3 separate regions of the Sus scrofa genome follow, and regions 1 and 2 are each linked to region 3. Evidence: chromatin contacts called from public HiChIP or PLAC-seq data. All regions are on one chromosome and are shown on one strand. The core of a region is the stretch at or near the end of the contact, and the rest is flanking DNA. Distances in the headings are between cores, read along the strand shown. Region 1 overlaps DPY19L1 (probable C-mannosyltransferase DPY19L1). Region 2 overlaps LOC110257625 (a long non-coding RNA gene). Region 3 holds the start of DPY19L1 (probable C-mannosyltransferase DPY19L1).

What was found. HiChIP or PLAC-seq counts read pairs in DNA pulled down with a chosen protein or histone mark.
Region 1: a contact with region 3 is called in an H3K27ac HiChIP or PLAC-seq map of alveolar macrophages. The contact joins the enhancer-like site here to the promoter of DPY19L1 in region 3. A contact is called at or near these places in 3 of 5 promoter capture datasets (fetal liver and liver), 5 of 47 Hi-C or Micro-C datasets (embryonic fibroblasts, fetal heart ventricle, fetal liver and 2 more) and 1 of 2 datasets of contacts at active chromatin or transcription factors (alveolar macrophages).
Region 2: a contact with region 3 is called in an H3K27ac HiChIP or PLAC-seq map of alveolar macrophages. The contact joins the enhancer-like site here to the promoter of DPY19L1 in region 3. A contact is called at or near these places in 3 of 5 promoter capture datasets (fetal liver, fetal skeletal muscle and liver), 8 of 47 Hi-C or Micro-C datasets (brain, embryonic fibroblasts, fetal heart ventricle and 3 more) and 1 of 2 datasets of contacts at active chromatin or transcription factors (alveolar macrophages).

The regions. Positions count from the first base shown.
Region 1 is chr18:39,067,993-39,072,779 of Sscrofa11.1, forward strand. It overlaps DPY19L1 (probable C-mannosyltransferase DPY19L1), which reads left to right. Exons shown (of 47, transcript XM_021079309.1): 42 at 371-2,968; 43 at 4,502-4,787. All of the region lies in intron 5 of NPSR1 (neuropeptide S receptor), which reads right to left. Among named protein-coding and RNA genes, the nearest start is that of NPSR1, 140 kb to the right of the region's middle. Within about 2 kb of position 2,774, at least 12 of the 83 cell types and tissues checked have an H3K27ac peak or open chromatin away from gene starts, as enhancers often do. A contact at or near this core is called in alveolar macrophages and embryonic fibroblasts, where this site is marked.
Region 2 is chr18:39,301,567-39,306,325 of Sscrofa11.1, forward strand. The region is part of intron 3 of LOC110257625 (a long non-coding RNA gene); the gene reads left to right. Among named protein-coding and RNA genes, the nearest start is that of NPSR1, 91 kb to the left of the region's middle. Within about 2 kb of position 2,730, at least 30 of the 83 cell types and tissues checked have an H3K27ac peak or open chromatin away from gene starts, as enhancers often do. A contact at or near this core is called in alveolar macrophages and liver, where this site is marked.
Region 3 is chr18:38,799,969-38,804,286 of Sscrofa11.1, forward strand. DPY19L1 (probable C-mannosyltransferase DPY19L1) reads left to right here and starts at 1,375. Exons shown (of 47, transcript XM_021079309.1): 1 at 1,375-1,774. The coding sequence starts at 1,477.

The DNA.
Region 1 (4,787 bases), core at 1,524-4,023, 270 kb after region 3:
TTTAAACCTAAAGAAATTTGGGGAGGGGAGTTCCATGGTAACAAACCCAACTGGCATCCATGAGGACACAGGTTCGATCTCTGGCTTCACTCAGTGGGTTAAAGATCTGACGTTGCCATGAGCTGTGGTGTAGGTCGCAGATGCAGCTCAGATCCCCTGTTGCTGTGGCTGTGGCGTAGGCCGGCAGCAAAAGGAAATTTGAGGAGAATTGACATCTTCACAAAATTTAATCTTTTTGATCCCGGAGCACATGTACCTTTTCACTCATTCGAATATTTTGTACATTTCAGTACTGCTTAGCATTGTGAGCTAAGGCTATCTTAATTTTGAATAGTGCTCTCCAGTTTATAAAGTACCCTCGTATTTTCAGGATCCTCTCAACAAGCTGCCCAGGAGTTCTGACTTAGATCTTGATACTGCAAGTCTCGTCCTGACTAAAACTTAATGGCTGTGTGACCTTGGTAAGATCACTTTAGTTCTCTGGCCCTCATCTGCCCAAAGAGGTTGGTCTGTTAAGTTATTCCACAGGCTCCTGGGCAGGGCCTTTTCTGAGGTGTGTTCCAGGGGCATTTGCCTTCGTGGCAGGTATAATTAGACGTAACATTGTAATGCTATGTGGCCAAGTACATTTAGGAAATTCAGGTTAAGCATAATTAAACACTTTGCTTTACTGAAAGGCTTCTCAGAAACTTTATTAGACTGACACACCCTCTAAGTATATGCTGATACATATGATGTGCTGTTTCCCCAACTTTTTGGCGGGATAGTCCCCTTTTATCTGCTTAGCAACTCACATAACTAGGATGCTATGGAACATCCTTTGGGGAATTCTGATATGGTAAAAAAAAAAAGCTCGTGTTTGGGAACCAGATCTGGGTTCCAAATTTTGGGCTATGAACTACTGTGTGAACTTATTTTCTCTGAGCCTCATCTTCCTTCTCTGTAAGTCAAGGATAATAAAGCCTAGCTCAGAGTTGTAGGAGTTACACTAGTCTGATCACTGGAGGGGAGCAAAATTTGCCACCCCAAAACATATCTCTATGGCATGAAGATTGACACAGGCTGATTATTTTTAAGAAAGAGAAGATTCGGTAAGTCTTTTTTTTTTTTTTTAAACTCCACCTTAACTGCCTAAAGAAATGAGATAAAAGGTCTGTTCCCAGAATGGAGTCTCACACCAGAGACGTCTGCAAAGAATTGGGGAGGGTCCACTCTGTGTCCCATTGTTTCGGCATGACCCAGCAAACATTTATTTACCAAACATTTGCCTTTCCATCTCTTCATGAATCACCTTCCTCCCTTCTGAAGTCTCAAACCACTGCTCTCAACATCTTCGTTCCTCTGTAGATGAAGATGGCCTTTAAGGTGAGGGCTTGGACCGTTTTGGTGAATTACTCAGTTTTCCTGGGGCTCTCCCATGTATACGTGTTATTAAACTTTTGTTTGATTATCTCCAACCAATCTGTCTCATGTCAATCTAATTCTTAGAACAGACAGAAGAATCCAGAAGAGAAGAGGAAGATTTCTTCCTCTCTGACATCACCGATATCTCCTGCTTCTCCCCGAGGGAGGATTATTTTTCTCTATTCCATTGATATCAGATCTGACTATGAACTTAACTCTGACCAGTGAATTGTGAGCAGAAGGGAAACGTGCCATTTCTGGGCAGAAGCTGCAAGAACCAGCACAGGCTTCCCTATTCTCTTTGTCTGTCTGTCTGCCTGTCTTCTAACTCTGGTTTATGGAAGCCTGTGTTGTGACCAAGACAAATCAGTATCAAGGCTTGAAGACCTTTAATTGGAGGTCCACAGAATTACAATTTTGGAGACACAGACTGGAGTGAAACTGAGTGGTCCAGGGAAGAGAAAGAGGCAGGGGGTTTATAAAGACAAAAAGCCACAAGGTTGTTAAAGTTGCCTAACAACAATTGTGATTGACTCTGATGCAAGTCAGGAAATAACTGGTCCATAGCAATCACAGGTTGTTCTTGGATATGAGTCCAATAAGTAGACAGGCTGTCACAAATTATTTTAGGGTAGTGGTTCCATAAGTGTCTTGAGTTTCTGGCAGATGTTGCAATGCCTTCCTTAGGACAACACGTGGTCAAAAGGTCAGATTCCATCCAGGCTGACACATGCCTGAGTCACACTTTGTCCGTGGCTGCCGGGCTCCAGTGTAGAGAGCTCTCTTAGCAGCAGTGGTTCTCTTGTGATTTTCCTCCCACGGTTGAGATGGAGCTTCCATCAGCCTGAGTCCCCAAGTGACTATAATAAGCAGAGGCCCCTTATTAACCTCTGATAAACATGTGTGGCACCAAGAGAAACTAAACATTATGGTTTTAATTCTCTGACAATACCTGGCTATTTGTTACTACAGCATAACCAAGTTTAACCCGAGTTAGTGAAGAGGTAAATAAAATAATCAATGAAAAAGACTAAGTGCTTGGCAGAGTCAGCATCCAGTCGATTACTTCAAGTTTTATCTTGGGCTAGGGAAAAAAAAATCTCAAAAGGGACTAACTACATTGGAAAGGTAATCAAATTTATTCTTAAGCCAAAACCAAAACAATCTTCGGTTGGCCTGGATTGCTGTGTTGCCAGGGACGATGCTCCATGACCCTAAATGAAAGAAAGGAGACTTGCACTTGGGCGATAACACTATTCTCTTCCTTTCTAGTTAAATTAGAAGTGGTGAATAATGGTTCTTGAGCGAACACTGGTTCAACACCTATATGTGAGTGGAATTCTAAGAGCTCTGGGAAAATTGCTTGTGCGGTGCAGCGCCTGAAACACCGCAGGCCGGGGCGATTCATGGCTGCAGGCCCACAGAGCATTGAGGCGAGGAGACCTCAGGAGCTGGAAGAAGAGGAATTAAGGGGAACCTTCCTCCCTGTGCTGCTGCTTCACCGAAGTCCAGCGATCCCCTAGACCCTGTATAACCTTCACCATCTCACGCCCAGGGAGCTCAGGTGAGGAGGGTGTATATTCATGAAGCAAAGTTCTCTTAAAAATGCAGATAGCCAAAGAAGACACAGCCACCCGAGGGAAGGAATGTGTTTACTCAGAATGGCTTTTATATAAATACTTGGAATCAGTTTATCGAGGGGAAGAGTTTTGAGATGAAGGAAGGACCGTGCAAAAGAGGGAGACTTTTTTTTTTTTTTAAGCAGGGCATTCCCGGTCCAAACTAAGTGCCTGGTAAGGATGAGGAGAGGAGAGGAGGCTGGCAAGGGAGAAGTATAGTTTGGGAGAGGGTGTTCTTGTGAATCATGTCAAGGTTATGCTTGCTGCTGATTTCTCTCCAACCACCTACTTCTATCTGGAGGAGAACTAGCGCTTTCCCTCCAAGAATGGAACGAAAAAAGGGAGAGGTCTCAGAAGTTTCTGCTTTATTACCTTTAGCAGTCGGGGGAGGATAGTGTGGGTGGGTGGCGGGTCTGGGAGGATAAATCTGGGATGGAGAGGCTGTGAGGCTGGTCTTTGAGGAGAAGGGCATTAGCCATCCCTCGGCCCCTCTGTGTTGGGGGGACCCCCCACCCCCGGACATTAGTCACCCTCTTGCTTCCCTCCCCCAAGACCTCACCCCACACATATGCTTTGGCTTCTTGCCTACTTCACCATCCTGCAGGGGCATCGATACTGTCTTGCTGTCATAGCGGAGCTGCCTGGGGCCAGAAAAACTATGTGATGTGACGGGGTAGCCTGATAGAGAATTGGCTTCAGTGGCCGAAGCCCACTTCTCAGTTTTTTCTCTTTTGGTTTTGTTTTTATTAAAGTATAGTTGATTTACAATATTCTGTCAATTTCTGCCATATAGCCAGGAGACCCAATCATACCTATATATACATTCTTTGCTTGGTGGTTTTAAACTGTCAGCAAAGGATGTGATTCCTTGTGCTTTAGGGAGGAGAGTAAAAATCCTCTTATTTAGCCATCATGAACAAATAAGCTGATATTTTCAGTAGTTTTTTGAACTAATGTTTTTAAAAGTGTCTTCAGTATTTTTTCTCCATAAAATTACCTAAGTGAAAAGCACTGTCATTATCTGGAATGTAAAGAATCATTCTAAAAAATTTAAGGCGCTTTGCTCTGGGAAGAGGGGGAAACTTTCTCTTTCTTTGTTACTCGGAAACATACAATCCAGTCTGAATCAATGTTTATAAAACTCTATTCAATCCCTTTGTAATCTAGATAATAGCAGCATGAGAAATATGAGCTGAGCCAGCCCCTGCACCACCCAAATATAGAATAAATGAAATTCTCTTTGACGCTCTGTGGTCTGCTTTCAAGGGCTTGCCTTCAGTATTTGGAACATGTAGTTTTGTGCTTGATATCTGTATCACCTGGGAAAGTGTTCAGTTCCAAAATAAGTCAGCCCACTGAGCAGTGGTTTGACCAAAGAGATTATTATTTTTTTTTTTTCGTATAATAAGGATCTGAAGATAGGTGGCTGTTGTCCTTAACTCATCAAAACTGTGTTGGCTTTTCTTTTGTGGTCACAGGATGGCTGCTGCAGCTCCATTCAAGAAAGCCGTGCGTCTGAATTCAAGGGAGAAAGAAGGGAGGACATAAAATGCCAGCCATGTCTCTCTCCTTCTATCAGAAGAAGAGAAACCTTTATCAGAAGCCTCACAGACTTCCAGTTGACTTTCTCAAACTGTGCTACTTTTTACTCCCCGGAGACTAGGATAATGAGTATTCAGCTGGGAAAGTCAGAAGGGGGTTGAGACTTGGAATCAAGCAGACAGCACTGTTACCTGCAGGAGCCCTTTCAGGACCTGTTCCTGA
Region 2 (4,759 bases), core at 1,480-3,979, 500 kb after region 3:
GCTAAGTCCTGGGGTGCTCAGTCATCCTCACTTCTGCTCTGATTTTCTGCTGTCCTTATTTGCATACCATGTCTTGCAGCTACTCGATTATGTCACCTCCACATCCCTCCAACCTCAGGAACTAGGCTCTCAGGAGTTCCCATTGTGGCTCAGTGATAACGAACCCGACTAGTGTTCTTGAGGATACGGGTTCAATCTCTGGCCTTGTTTGGTGGGTTAAGGATCTGCATTGTTGTGGCTGCAGTGTAGGCAGCAGCTGCAGCTCCAATTCAACCCCTAGCCTGGGGCCTTCCATATGCCACACCTGCAGCCCTAAAAAAGCCAAAAAGAAAAAAAAAAAAAAAAAAAAAAGAAGAAGAAGAAGAACTAGGCTCTTGCATCTTTCCATTCATCCCTGTGTCATCCACTGCTCTCTCCCTCTCTCCCTGCTGTCCTAGTCCAACGATACTACAGTACCTTCAAACTTGAAACCCCTCAGCTTTCTGTCCTGCTCCAGTGACTGGCTACTGGCTTAATTCCATACTCCCATTCCCTTAAAATACTTCAAATTTGTCTGTACTCCATGTCTCCACTTCCTTACATCCCATTTTTGCAATTTAAATATACAGGTATATTTATATATATATATATATATATATCAGAATAACAGATGCATATAGTTTAAAGAAACTAAATAGCTGGTCTTCTCACTGGCGCACCCCCAAATGTCAGTGTCTAAGGTTCAGGTGCTCGGGTTTTTTGAGAACATGGTGATAACCCTGTGTCTGAGGCAGGGCAGTGGGATAATGTCTGCTTGGCAGTGATCTGGAAACGGGCTGCAGACTGAAAATCTCTGTTCCATTTGTAGGCGGGCACCAAACCCCCCTTGTTGTTTTTGGCCCCCCAGTTCACCTAGTGTTCCTTATTTTACAGTCTCTCTGGTCTTATTTCTTCAGAAACAAAACTCTTCCCTTCTTCTATGGTGTGTGTTTGGGGAGGCTAGGCTTGTCATCCGACTGTGCCGAAAGTGGAAAGGAACCAGGGCAGGGGAGAGCCTAAGTATTCTCTGAAAGGAAATTCAGACAAGTCCCATGCACTTACTTGGAAAAGCAAAAGGAAGAGTCCTCTGCTGTTATTTGGAACCCCAGTGCCTGAGCAGGGACCCAGGGCTGCTGTCTGTGAAGGTGTTGCCGCCGCCGCCGAGGTCTCTGCCAAATACTGGAGGAGATGCGCCTTCTCCTCTCCCTCTGCCTCCTAATCTCCTGCTTGCCAAATCCCCACTGGCAGAATCTTCCCTTTGTTCTCCTGTCCTTCCAATAACTTTATAACAAATGCCTTGTGTTACAGTTTCCGTGTTTAAATATCCTGGAGTGGTTTCCATGTTCCTGAGTGGATACTGACATTCACACCTGGCCCCTTGTCTGTAACCTGTACCAGGGTACTAGTCTTCACAGGACTTGGTGCTCTCAGAAATGATCTTGCTAACTTTTTGCGTATTACCTTTTCCCTCCACTCGAAGGCAAGGATTCAGGGAGCAGGCATCTCCGACTGCCTTATTCACCTCTTTGTCATGAGTTATCTAGACGAAAACCTGCTTCACAGCAGACGTTCAATAAATATGAACACATGAAAATGAGACCTAGACACTTCTCTTGGTTTCCATTAAAAAATATATATATCATTAGAATTCCTTTGGGTCATACAGATGTTACTGACAGTTGGGAGAAATGGGGGAAGTTTACAGCTAAGAGTCAGGATCCACTTTTGCCTTTGGGACACAGCACTATTCCCTCGCTAGTCTCTCCAATCCCCTCACCTCCACTTCCCTGTGGCACGCGCCTACCAGCACCCATCCCTCCAGGCAGAGCAGTCTCCGTCTTCCTTGCTCCTACAACTCAGCTCAGCTCAGGGCTCCCCTTTGTATATCCACACACTTATCAGGGTTCCCCTCACAGAGACGGCTGCTCGGAGCACCCCGCCCTCTCTGCCAGGCGAAGGCAACTGCAGACTGTGTTTGTCTTCCCCCCGTATGAGCTATTCTTCCCTTAGAAGGCAAAACACCTATGATGTGTTCTGGTCTAAAATACCTTTTTTTAAAAAGTAGATATTAGGTAGCTATTAAATTAGGCAGGCATCCTCAGATACAGAGGGCAGGGACGTATTAAGGATCATCTTCCCTCTTCTGAATCAAATGTTACATTTTAAAGCTAATAAAAAAAAATAGACATCTATAGCTCAGCTCCCTGGCTATTGTCTAGCATATGGATGCAAATGAAAGAAGTAAGCGGGTCCATGATGCGCCCTGGGTGCCCACCGCCTTCTGGTTTAACAAAGATAATCTTCCAATTCGAACCACTTCTGAAGTCAGAAAAATAAAACTTAACCAAGTGTGTGAGTAAGTGTGTATGGTGAATCCTGATAGAACAGGTGCAATTCCATACATAATTTGGATGCACATTTGCTGAGTTCACGAACTTGGGGAGTCACCTCCGACAAGGTCAGAGTCACTAGCTCCCTGAGCGCTGAGAACCAATCACAGGGCTGGCCACTGCCAAGAGCAGCTGGGAGGCCTGAGGCATAAGTTGGCAGAGGTGATGGAAAGGGATGGAAGCTAGAAACCGGCTAGAGTATAGGAGAGAAAAATAGAAAAGAAAATAAGGATGTTTGAATCCCATCAGTAATAGCCTCAGGTACATTTTGCTGTCTTAGCTGCGTGAGTCAGCCTGGCCGGAAATAATCTAAAAAAGGCACTGGCGGAGCTGGCTGCAGAGTGCGTATTTTGGGTCCGCTGCCCTGCCCACGCAGGAGCTGGCAACTCTGCAGCTGTGCTTTCTTTCTCAGGAGGCACAGGCTGCTGGCGCCTTCCAGGGTCGAGTTAAAGCCACTCATCTCAGAGGTCTGGGAAAAGGAGCGAAGTCATTACTTTATTTGCATGATCGCCATTTCGCCTCTTCCTCATCGCTTCCTAAAATGAGAGTGGAACATTAACTAGAAAATGTTGTTAATCAAACTAAAGTGTCTTGCTTAGCCAAGGAAACGGGGTAAATGAGCTGCTGCTGTAATCAAGTTCCAGTTCTTATCTAAAGAAAGGAAAGGGCCCCCCGACGAAGTATAGGTTATAAGTGGGGGCAAGTCTCCCCCTAGTGGACAAATGGCATCACGTTGCATTTGGAAAGATTGTGCCTGGTTGGTGTGAAACAAAAACTCATGCAGAAGAACCCGAAAAGAAGCAGGAAAACGGAGTCGAAAATGTGTTATTATGACATGTATTTCAGCCTTTATTTCTAAGGGGTTCTTCTTAGTGGAAAAGCAGAACTGGAGATTTTACTCATCATTCGTGGATTTTCGCCCTTGGGGTGTTGGTTATGATGTCAGCTGAGTGTGACTCCATGTCTCACTGTTAAGGAAGAATAAGCAGATAAAATGCCATTTTCTAGGACTGGTTTTGAAAAGCCTAAGTCACTTCTGAGGAGATACTGTGTTTGGAGACAAACCAGGAAGGTTCATGGTAAAAATGCGTGATTGGAGAAAGAAGATTCTTTTTACTGATAAAGTGAGTGAGGTCCAATGTCTTTACCCCTTGAACTGTGGCATATCTGAATTTCATCAGGCTGACAGTGCCTTATGGGGTATTCTTATATTAGCATCTATTTTAAAAAAGTATCTCTGCATGTACTTACATATTTATTTGTCTTTTTTTAGGGCTACACCTGTGGCATATGGAGGTTCCCAGGCTAGGGGTCGAATCAGAGCTACAGCTGCCAGCCTACACCACAGACACAGTAATGCCAGATGCATGCCACATCTGTGACCCTAGACCACAGCTCACAGCAGCTCCGGATCCTCAACGCACTGAGCAGGGCCAGGGATAGAACCTGCGTCCTCATGGCTGCTAGTCAGGTTCGTTTCCACTGAGCCATGACAGGAACTCCTGTATTAGCATCTTCTGCCAACTCTACCCATGTTTGAAGCTGCAGCCACAGCCCTTTGTTCTTCCAAAAAGACAGCTTGAGACCAAGCTTGACCTTCCTCAGTCTACTCAAGCTATTCTTGGCTTTCAGTAGGAAAACTTGAACTGATCTCAAAAGAGTTTTAAGGATCCTGATATATATATATCTGTATGTACCCATATGTACATGTGCGTATGTACTTGTGTGTGTGTGTGTGTGTGTGTGTCCTTCCAGATAAAAGTTTACATACTGGAAATTCATCAGATTTTTGAAGTACCTGTGACCTAAGAAACAGCATAAAACTACTTAGGAAAAATCTCATTCCACTCCACTGAAAAAATAAGCCACAGCAGCGATGGAGTACCTGCGGTGTGGAGTCAGAATGCCTAAATTCAAATTCAACTGAGATTCTTTAGGAAAGTAATTTAATCTCTCCAAATCTTAGTTTCTTCTTTTGTAAAATGGGAATAATAAGAAGAGTACTTATTGAATTAGTGCAAGGATTAAATGATATAATGTATGCAATGCACTTAGCCACTCAATACATACTAATTGCTCAATAAAGGTTGGCCTTCATTATTATGACAGACTTTAAACATGTGCAGAATGTTAGGCTCATTGAAATCCCACCATGTGCATTATGCATTTTCCAATCATTTTGAAAATTTCTGAATGAAGTAGAAAGATAATTTTTGTCTTCTGCTAAGACATAACACTGATAAGAAAGTGTTAATTTCTTTGAAACAACCTAAGTATGCCTCTATCCAGGATGATGAATTAGATCATAGAATTATATAATTTTAGCAAGTAGAGATCTGAATCATTATCTA
Region 3 (4,318 bases), core at 125-2,624:
AAAAATACAGAGTACGGAGAATTATTAATTTGCATGGCAAAAACTATTACAAAATAATTCACTGCCTTTAAAAAGTAAGTGAATGCCGGTATTAAGTTACTTAAATCACTGGGCAGAGAAACAAGGGAGAGGACCCATAGCCACGTGAAGCCTCTAGGATTACAGTGGAGATAATCAGAATCATGTGGCTTGATATACAAAATTGGGAACTAAGGACAACTTTTTGGAACAAGCTCATTGGATTTAAAGGTAAGGAACATTTCGGTGATCCACGAGGCTGCAGGGTTTTGTGCAAAAAATGCAGGGATGTGGGGGCGGGGGTGGAAGGTAAATGAAAGTTGCCTGGTTTTCCCAATCTTCCTAGGCTTCCTTCAGTCATGCCTTCTGCTGCTGCATGAAAGAAAATACGTTTTCAACTAAAGGCTTGTATTTAACATCAAATAAAGTTCTACTCTCTTTCAAGCCATAAGGTTATATAGCATTTGAAACTAACAGGACATTCTCATTGCTAATCTTTCCTTCTCAGTCCATTCAATTTTATTACCCTCAGTCTAGGCTGCTACCCCTGGTTTTTGGTTTTAATGTCAGGCACACACTTCTGTCCCGACCTTTATCAGCTCACCCTGATACTCTACTGCCATTTTAAATCGGGTTGCCCCGCTCGTCGGGTTTGTGAAAGCGGAAGCTGCACTAGGCAGCGTTCTAAATTACGAGGCCACACAGGGTGGAGTAACGTGACCCTTTGGCTGGACTTTGGGCAGCTAGCCTTTTAGCAGCAGGGCCACCGAGAACTCCAGAGCGCACACACAGCGCCCCCAAGTGGTCCTTCTCTAGCGCCTCCTCCCGGGTCTAGCCGCCTCCGCAACGAGTTGCTTGGGCCACGCGGGCTTCACCGAGCTCCACTTGCAGCCTTAATCGGGTCCAAAACTTCGACCAGCTGCGCCCGCCCAGAGAGGGCCCTTCTTCTTTCCCCGTCGCTCCCAAAGGGTGGGACCGCCACTCCCGCTGGGCAGTCCGCGTCCTCAAACCTGCAGATTCCTGCGCGGGTTCCAAACCTGGCCGGGGTCGCTGGGCGGCCCGGGGTCGGCCCCCGCCCCCGCCGGAAGTCGGCGCGTGCGCGCTTGCCGGCCGGGAGCGCGCGTCCGGCGCGGAGGGGCAGCAGGGGCGGGGCCGCGGCTGCGGCCGCTCGCGGGGTGTCCCCGCCCCCGCCCCCTGGCGTTCCACGGTCGCCGTGACAACCGGAACGGCGGCAACGGCGGCGGGCGCGCGAGTCCGGCGCCGCCTCCCGGCAGCACCGCCAGGCAGGCAGCCGCCGCCCGGCCTTGCAGTTCTCCCCGCCTCCCCGCCGGCGGGGAGGGACCGGACCGCCCTCCGCCCGCCCGCCGGAGAGTGAGCGGCGCCGGGGCCGCCCCGCCAGCCCGCCGTTCCCCGGCCGCCGTCCGGGCGCGCGCAGCGAGCGGGCGCGACTATGCCAAGATGGTCCTGCAGGCGCGGAACAAGCACCGGGAAGCGGCCCCCAAGCCGCCCCAGCCGCCCCGCGCCTCTCAGTCGCCGCTAAGGGGGACGCCAGATGTCGGCGCCGGGGAACCCGGGCCCGAGCGCGCGCCCCCGTCCCCTCGGCGCAAGGGCGCCGCGGGCAGGAAGGGGCTCCGCGCGGAGCCCGCCGCGCCGGCGGCCGGGGGCGGCCTCGGGGGGCGCTTGGCGGCTCGACTAAGCGGGGCGCTGGGCCTGCGGCGCTCGGGGCGCGGCCGGACCTGGACCACGCTCCTGTTAGGTGAGCAGCCCAGCGCGCGGGCGCCGCCGGGACGCGGAACTTTGAGGCACGGGTCCCCCTCTCCCCCTCCGCTCCTCTCTCCTCCGGCTTCTGTGCCGCCGAGCCCCGCCGGCCGGTTTCCGTCAGTTTGCAGCCCTCTCCGACTTTTCCTGGGACGTCCTTACCTTCTCCTCCCCTCCCCCGCCCTGGCTCAGCCTTCCTCGCTCCCTTCCTACCCGCTCTCAGTGTCGGCTTTAAAAAAAATGGCCCCGAGATCAACAGCTGCCCGGTCTGGCCGCGAACTGGCAGGTCTGCGCTAACGAGACTTGGGCGCTGCTGATTGGCGCGGACCGGCTGCCTTCCCGTTATCTCGGCCCCTGCTCCGGAGGATGGTTTGCGATTACTTGGAGCCCAAAGCAAAAGCAGGTTGCCTGTCCTAGAAAGTTGCTAAACTTATAATTAAATTTTAGCGTGCTTTTTTTCTTCTTGGCTGCAACCACAGCTGGTGGCACTTAGTGATTCCCCTCCGCACATCACTTTCCCGGTTGTGTTGTGTTTTGGGCGCCTGAGCTGGGACACTGCTGACCTGGCGAACGATTGGTTTGGAGGGCTGCCCTCGTCTTTCGGGCCTTGACCAAACGGATGATACGTAGCGATGAGCTGAAAGAAATAAAGTTAAATTGTTCACATGTTGTGGACCGTTTTGAGGTTTCCTTTGTTTCCTGATTGACATTCTGATAAGGCAAGTTATAGCAGTTTGGATAATAGGCCAGATTTTTCTTAAGTCAGCAAGTAAAATGCTGTAACACTACTTTTCCAATATAATGTTGTTAATGGGCTTTGGCTGCTTAATTATTTAACTATTGGTGATTTATCCCTTATTACCCTTTCACATTCCCTTAGTGACCCAAAAGGATTTGGAGTTCAGTGTAGACCAGGGAATAGGACAGAGCAAATAGTCTTCCCCTGAGATCACAGCCATCACTAGAAGCGACTCAATGATAAAAACCACAGTCATCACCGTGTGAGTGCGCGCGCGCATTTGTGCTCTCGCACGCGTGCCCACGAACATTTTAATGGGCTCACAAAGGTTGATATTGCTATTAGGGCACTTTTTTTTTCTTCTATTGTAGATTCAAGCCTACAGAAATTCAGTATTTTCAGTACATCCCTTCTTTTTTTTTTTTGAGTAGCGAGCTTGAAAAACCTTGCCAGTGTGCAGGTTAGAGAAGTTCACCTTGGGGAGGCAGCATGGTACAGAGGATGAGGCAGACGCTCCTGATCCAGTTCACGGTGGTTAAGTTTCGTTTAAGTTTCAAGTTATTTCCTTTGTGAGCCTTGGTGTCTCTGTGACATGGGATTATCACCTGCCCTACTTACTCCAGGGCATGTCCTGAGGACCAGAACTAAAAGGGGTGGGTATTATTTGACTAGACACTTTTGTGTTTAAAACGTTTAACGAATTTTTAGTTGCTGTTATAAAAGGACATGCATAATACTGATCTGGTGACAAGATGAGGTTGCATTTTTCCTGAATGGCTACTATAAACATTAACCAATTTGTTGCAAAACATGGAATGGCATCACTTCTTCAGGGAGGTTAACAATAACAAATCATAGAATAATATCTGTTGCCCTTTTGTACATATTTTCTTTGCTTGTAATTGCGTTTCCTTTAAATCTTCCTATATTGGATGGCTTATATTTGGATCTAGTAATGCTCATACCTTAGTACATTTTGTATGAGCATAAAAGCATGATACTTTACTTGACTCACTCATTTGAGTATTGGAAGGAGTTACAGTGAAGGCGCCGCCCCACATTTTTGAATATACTCTGGATGCTGGCCATCAGGTGGTTGATAATCAGATCATCAGACCAAGGTCTGGAGACGTTCTGTCCTTGCTAACCATTTACATGAGGCCCAGGCGCAAGATGGGTCTGGAGAATGATCAGGCCTGGGATGTTTGGGTCTTTCTCTGGATCTCTCTACCCTCAGATCCAGCAAAAAGGAGCACAATTTAGAAATTTTTGAAAGCTGCCTCATTTCCACTTTTCCTTCCTCCTCCCGAAATGAGTGAGAATTGAGTTGACACGATATGGGTTTTTAATGTTGGATTTTGCTATGACATTGCTTCATTTATGTTTTGGAATAAATTTTACATCTTGAGGCTCCCTGATAGAAGCATAGTTGTGTAAGAGAGACTGACTAGAGGTCCCGAGTTCAGTTCTGTCACCTCCACATGTGTGAAGCAATCAATGATGGCGACTCACTTAGCTACCCAGGTGGCCTTTTGCACTGTTGGGCAGTCTTAAGCCCTGTCCAAAAATCCATTTTAATAAACATGTTTTTCTCTTTTTGGAGACATTACGTGCTACTTGATAGTAACAGTGATAAGAAGGGTTTCTGAAATGTTTATTTTTAGAAGTTTCAACCCAGTAGCTCCCTGTATCAGCCAGGGGAGGCAGTGGTGTAGTAAGAAGAACCATGACAGTGTTTTTCTTTTTTTTACCACAACCCATGGTAAGCAATGTGAAACCTGCTCACACATGAAAAAAATCCAA